2 separate regions of the Anser cygnoides genome follow, and region 1 is linked to region 2. A link is a contact called in public Hi-C data. All regions are on one chromosome and are shown on one strand. The core of a region is the stretch at or near the end of the contact, and the rest is flanking DNA. Distances in the headings are between cores, read along the strand shown. Region 1 overlaps THSD7B (thrombospondin type 1 domain containing 7B). Region 2 overlaps DARS1 (aspartyl-tRNA synthetase 1).

The links. Hi-C and Micro-C count contacts between places; a contact is called where the count stands out from the background.
Region 1: a Hi-C map of granulosa cells shows a contact between it and region 2, with 2.9 times the contacts expected there. The contact joins two enhancer-like sites. A contact is called at or near these places in 3 of 7 Hi-C or Micro-C datasets (granulosa cells and liver).

The regions. Positions count from the first base shown.
Region 1 is chr6:35,537,552-35,540,756 of Taihu_goose_T2T_genome, forward strand. All of the region lies in intron 3 of THSD7B (thrombospondin type 1 domain containing 7B), which reads left to right. All of the region lies in intron 1 of LOC136791130 (a long non-coding RNA gene), which reads left to right. Among named protein-coding and RNA genes, the nearest start is that of CXCR4, 53 kb to the left of the region's middle. Within about 2 kb of position 1,355, at least 1 of the 3 cell types and tissues checked has open chromatin away from gene starts, as enhancers often do.
Region 2 is chr6:35,411,346-35,414,196 of Taihu_goose_T2T_genome, forward strand. DARS1 (aspartyl-tRNA synthetase 1) reads right to left here. Exons shown (of 16, transcript XM_048062739.2): 8 at 1-94. Among named protein-coding and RNA genes, the nearest start is that of MCM6, 18 kb to the left of the region's middle. Within about 2 kb of position 1,391, at least 1 of the 3 cell types and tissues checked has open chromatin away from gene starts, as enhancers often do.

The DNA.
Region 1 (3,205 bases), core at 105-2,604, 130 kb after region 2:
TGCACTTAGTAAGTTTCCAGAAATTACGAGCAAATTAATCCACACATTAATCAGATTGCAGAGGGAATAATTTTAAAGAGGAGGGAAATGCTCAGTATAATTTATGATAATAGATTTTTAAATTAATTGCTTCCTTTAGTTAATAATTTGTTCTCTTGTGAATACGTACTTGATATTACACTGGAAGCAGTTGTTTTTCTGGCTTGATCAATTAGTTAATGTTTACACAGCACTTTGAAGATGTAAAGCACTATGTAAATGCAGACCTGTTGTAGATCAGTCAGAAGTCTGCCAGGCTCATAGCCCTCTTTGTATATTTAACAACCGTCGAGTTGCTTTTAGCCTTCCCGAGAAAGGTGTTTCTTCTTTCTTTTTCATATTTTAGAGGGCCTTTGGTTGTGTTGGTGGTTTTTCAGTTGCAGGGCTTCTTTTTTTGTACCAATACTGCATAAGCCTCTTCATTGCACTGAAGAGCCCCAGGAGGAAGATGAGCTAAAGTCCTATTTCTTGCGTGCGATACTCTTATTATTGCCTCACTTAACAGATTTAAAAGCCCTCTGGACCTGAAATCAATAAGATCGGAAATGGAATAAATTAGTTGTGTTTACTCTGTTTATTTTCCTCCCCGTGTATGACTGAATACCTGTCTCTTAACACGGGGACAGGGATGCAGCTCAGCGAATTTCAGAACTATTTGAGGTTCTTAAATAAGGATTAATCGAATTGAAATAAACAGTGTGTCTTCAAAGGGGCTTGCTTTGGGATGCACAGCAGGGGACGTTCTGCATTGTATGCTGAAGTCAAGTTAGATGTGGAGACACACAATGGGTAAGTGGTTAAGCTTCAGCTGAATTTAGGGACTTGAAATACTTGGAGCTGGTTGGAGTCGGGCTGTTTGCAGGGGAGCTCTCGGGTACTAATCCCGTCATTCCTAACAAAGAGATGTAGATGTTGAAATGCAATGCTTGTTTTGCTCTCAGTCTTTTTTTTTTTTGTTTAACCCTACAAATATGTCAGCCCGTTGCCGAGGTTTTATATGGCAAAATACCCTGTGCATCACATCCTTATTGTTCTTTCAGGACAAAATGGAAACTAAGCAAAAAACCAGGAAAGTGAGAACAGGCATATTGCAGACACAGACACCTAAGAAATTGTGATTAATACTACTCACCAGTTTTATAACGCTTTTGTCTAGTGGCACTGGCCTGGAACAAACAATAACAAACCAACCATAATGTAACATCCCCTGAGAGCCATTTGGATCATGCAGGAGCTCGAAAGCCGACAGCATGAGCTGGTGAAAACTGTTCTAATTACTTGTTAAGATACACTCTGAAACCTGGCGAAGGAATCTGTGCTGAGTGCCACAAATGGTGCAGCAGTGCCACCACCTGCAAGAAGGAGAGACTCTGAGGGGAGGGGAGAAAGCCGTGAGGATAATTAAAATAAAGGGAAACAAAGGTCTGAGCTTAAAATCTAACCGAAATCCCACTGCAGCCATGCCTAATGAGGCCAGCCCTTGGCCCTTCTCCCAGGAGTAAGTTTGTTTTCATCTCCAGCGCTAAGTCCAAGACGGACAGGTTGTGATACGCATGTGAAACCTGAGCAGCAGAGAAGAGAAACCTTTCCTGCTATGGTTTCCTTCCTTGCCTGTGGAGTGGGACGGTGCAAAGTAGGCTGACTTTTTCCCTGAGATCCTCCTGGAGCCTGATGCTCCTGTTGGTCTTCCCACAGGTGGATTCCAGACGTACTGGGATATGGAGGGGTGAGAAGGAACTTCAGGCATTTCACACTCCCCTGCTAGGTGTTGGCATAGGTGCTTCATTTTCTTCTCTTAGTTGAATGGCTAAATATCTTTACATCAGTTTCATGTGGTGTGATAACTGAGTGACAATGCAAGATGGTAAGAAGTATGCTTACTAAGGAAATAAGTTTGCTGAGGATAGTGATGAAGCAACCATGCCTTGAATTCCTTATCGATTAAAAAAGGTAGTTTTCTGGTGTAAGGATTCATAGTCTGTGGTGTACCTGACAGGTCATCTTCACAGCCTTACGTACATCAGGGCCAAAGGGAAAGAACTGTGCTGCTTTCTGATGGCAGCCTCTCCCTCCATGGTGTACCAGGGACTGTTACTGCTTTATGTTAAATGTCCAAAGTTTGAACATTCATATAGGAAAAGCCCAAGCTTATTAAGGAAATCTTGAATGCTATGGTTATGTATAATAAGGAATAATGCCACAGAAAGAAGGCAAAATCTGTCTGTGTAAAATTGTCAATTTAAAGGCTTAGAGGAGTTGGGGATTTCATCCTTAGATGATTTGAAAGGCCTAAATATTGCAGATCCTGAAGACAAAGCAAGTCAGAAATATGTGGTGTAAATAAATTTACCAAATTTTTAACCAGAAATCATTTGAATTTTCTATGTGTAAAATGATTTTGCATTCAGCCTTTCAGGCTCTATTGCCACTGTTGCTCCTCCGCAATACTGATGTCTGAGCTGGAATTGTAGACTCCAAGCAATAGAGGATGTGTCTTCATTAGGAGCATTGTGTTCAATTTAATATCAGCTAGGTGGATTCAAGTTATTTGCTAACTTTTTGTTGGTTATACAGCATTCAAGCAAACCTACTCAAGCACAATGCACTAATGTTATCAAAAGCAACTTTCTGATGATCTGCTGGTTGCAGTCAGTGCTATCTCAATTATTTCAGGTTTCCACTGTCATTGGCAAACAGTTTTCTAATAAACACTGTCTCTAAAAAAGTAAAGAAAAGAAAAAAGTTTCCCAGCTGGGAAACAGGTTGCTGGGGTGTTTACTGGCAGCGTGAATGATGAAAAAGCTGAACAGGTACACACCAGAGAGCTAAGATTTGCTGGGAGCCTGTAAAAGCAAATCAGAAAAAAAGAGCTCCACTCTTTTCTGCGGAGAGGTGAGTGTAAGAGGGAGCTTTCCTGTTTGTTTTTTCCCAAACAAGGAGGAAGCCCTGAGCTTTATTTTCCTATATCTTGTTTAGCCACCTTGATTAGCGTCTATATTCAGGCTCCTTAATGGATAGTGTATTATATAGGTTGTTTGAGGTTAAGTAACAATAGGGAACATGGCTAGCACAGTTTCCCATGTCTCTAAATATAAACACAATAAGAATCCTGTTAAGACAATGAAGCAAGATAGAAACAGGCTTGCTGCTCTAGCGCGTAGGCTCT
Region 2 (2,851 bases), core at 141-2,640:
TCTGAATTTCCACAAATCCTTTGCGAATGAGAGTTTCTCTGAAAAGCTGACAAATACCAGACTGAAGGCAGAAGACTGCCTGACTAGTGGAGGTCTATAAAGAGAAGATAAAATAAAGAATCCTAAGTTAGTTAATTTTCCCAACCCTTACTTTTTCTGGACAGGTATCAGGACAGTATAAGCTACATTTATTCTCTTAGGAACGCTAGGTTGTTGTATTTGCCTAAACAGAGAAAAGTGCACTTTAATTATTATTTATTACACAAGAAGAAATAGGAATGGAAACAACAGAAACTCCTCATTTCAGTTTACAGCATATTCAGTTATAAAGGAGGCACTATGGTCAATTCAACATTTAAGCAATCACTGATTTATAAGTTATGCTTCTGCAAATAAAGGTTTTATAGTAAAAAATTGAATAAAAACACTAAACCTATTAAAAAGCTTTCAGCACACTGAACTAGAACAGTTGCAGCAATATACCATGCATGATAAGAGCAAAGCCCTTACTTACATAAGGTCAAAATGTTTGTGCCTACTGAAGACTACAGAATACATGTTTGTCACGTAAAACCAGTCACATGCTAACCACATATGACACAGGCACAAAAACATCCTCAAAAGAAGGTCTGAACTCCCAGCAGCATTTAACAGTCCACGTAGCACCTGATCACATGAACTGCAGTTTTTCTGTCTTTTTCAAAATTTACTTCAGAAGTACATTTAGCTGAAAACCTGAACTGATCAGCTTGTACTTGTTTATGCACGACACAGGTAAGCGACTTATCTGGTTAACAAATATCTACACTAAACGTTCTTTGAACACTCTTGGGTTTTAGTGTGAAAAAAAAATCCCTTAACAAATGCTCAAAACACTCCAACACGTCAGCACTGAACCCGTATCTGATTTTGTGCTTGCAGCATTTTAGAACTGGCAGTTAGCAACCTACAAGCGTATACAGAACCTAACGAATTCCTGCAAACAACTTAGAAAACATTTCTTTACAACAACCTGCGTCACAGCACTGTTTACTTCTCCTTTCTGCAAGGTACCCTACTTGTCAGTTAGGGTAAGGAGAGCCTTGTGGGCTTTTTCACATGACTCCTACCAAACCACAAAACAAAAAAACCCAGTCAAAACAAAATATATAAGCACCCAAATTTAGACAGTCAGTTAGTGGATATGTTGAAATAAATCTACATTCGTCATCTCTAGGAGATAAAGATATCACCTAACTGAAAAACTGAAAGAAAACGGTAATAATACTGCAGATTTATAGTAATTTGGAGTTATTTGCAATTTTAGCAGACTGATATCTCAGGAGTGTGAGGGGCTGAGCCTAGTCAATAATTGCCAGCAGCTCTCGCTGTCTGATAGCATTAACCACAGCCACTACTCCCACTACTTTCAAAATGAAGGAAATGAGGTTTTGAGCAACAGTTACAAAAGTACCCTCAAACTTTTTCACCCTTTTTCCACGGGTCTCCCAGAGTCAGACATATGCTAAGACAAGAAAGGTAGCCCAAATTGGGTGTATAATTTGTGGCAGCGTTATATCAAAGCACCCAAATGATTCAAAGGGATATAATAAATACACATTTCATATATGCGTATATATTTAACCATCTCCTATTCAGAAGCTGAAAGATTTTACAAGAGATTACAACCCAAACAGTCACATGACAGTCACCAATACAGTTTTTTTATAAAGTAGACAAATTTCAAAAAAAAGAAGTTAAACAAAACGTGCAACAATTGCTTAAAAGTAGGACAGTAACAATGACTTCTGATCAACAATCCTTCTGAGGAACCAGCACCAGCTCCATGCTAAGGTACACACTCTCAGGAAAAAGAGGAATGGTGATGTGCTAGCCCAATCTGAGAGCAATTACTTGCTCTGAAGCCTAGAGGTGTGCACAGAAACACGGCTGGTAAATAACTAACACACCTCTACTAACAATACTTTGCCAGGTAGTAACAACTCTTTGCTTTAGTGAGGATGCAGAGCAAAGACATTGTCTTCCCAATCCCATCTGTAACGATAAATTATCTTCAAAAATAGTGTTTATGAAGGCAGCCAAATTCACTGGTCTGGACAGTGAAGTTTTTTCTTTAAATATAGACCAAGAAAAGAACAAGCAGCAATTCTCCACACCTCAAATTAGATCTCACAAGACCGCTCTTCTTACTACCTAAGGTAGCTGAGCATCAGTGCTCATTCAGAGACTGCCAACAAAGGTAACTGTTGAGTATATGATCCTGCAGTCTCCTTGCAAGAATTAAACAGGCCAAGACGACATTTGAGATAAACTCCTAAAGAACTGCATCTATCAACACGCAGTAGAGTCAAATGGATGACATCAAACTACAACTTTCCAAAGATTTTAAGTATGTGTCTATATGAAACAAATTTTTTCAGATTTAATTATGTCCTTTGCACTGGAATGTTTGGGACAAAAAGAGACTGAATTTATCTGAAGAAAATAATTCATGCTGTTATGTTGCCTTTAACTGAGGCACTGGTATGTGTGTTATGAGGTCTGGCTATAGTGGTAGGTAACAGTTCCCATTTGAGATACCACACTTAGCTGCAAACATAACAATCTTAAGGCAGAGACAGCTGTCAAAGTGAATCGATTTTTACCTTTGCCTCAAACAACATTTCACTATGGCATACTTTTCCTGTAGTGTTTACTCTAATATAAACTCTTCCCCTTATATACTGGGAAATTCTTATCTGAGACAGTGACAAAGACAGTAAATGATCCTTCAAGTGTGAAGCAGAAACTGAAACAAACTTATGCCACTTAGATGTTGCTGCTGTTAACAGTGTTGATGTTTAAACATGGT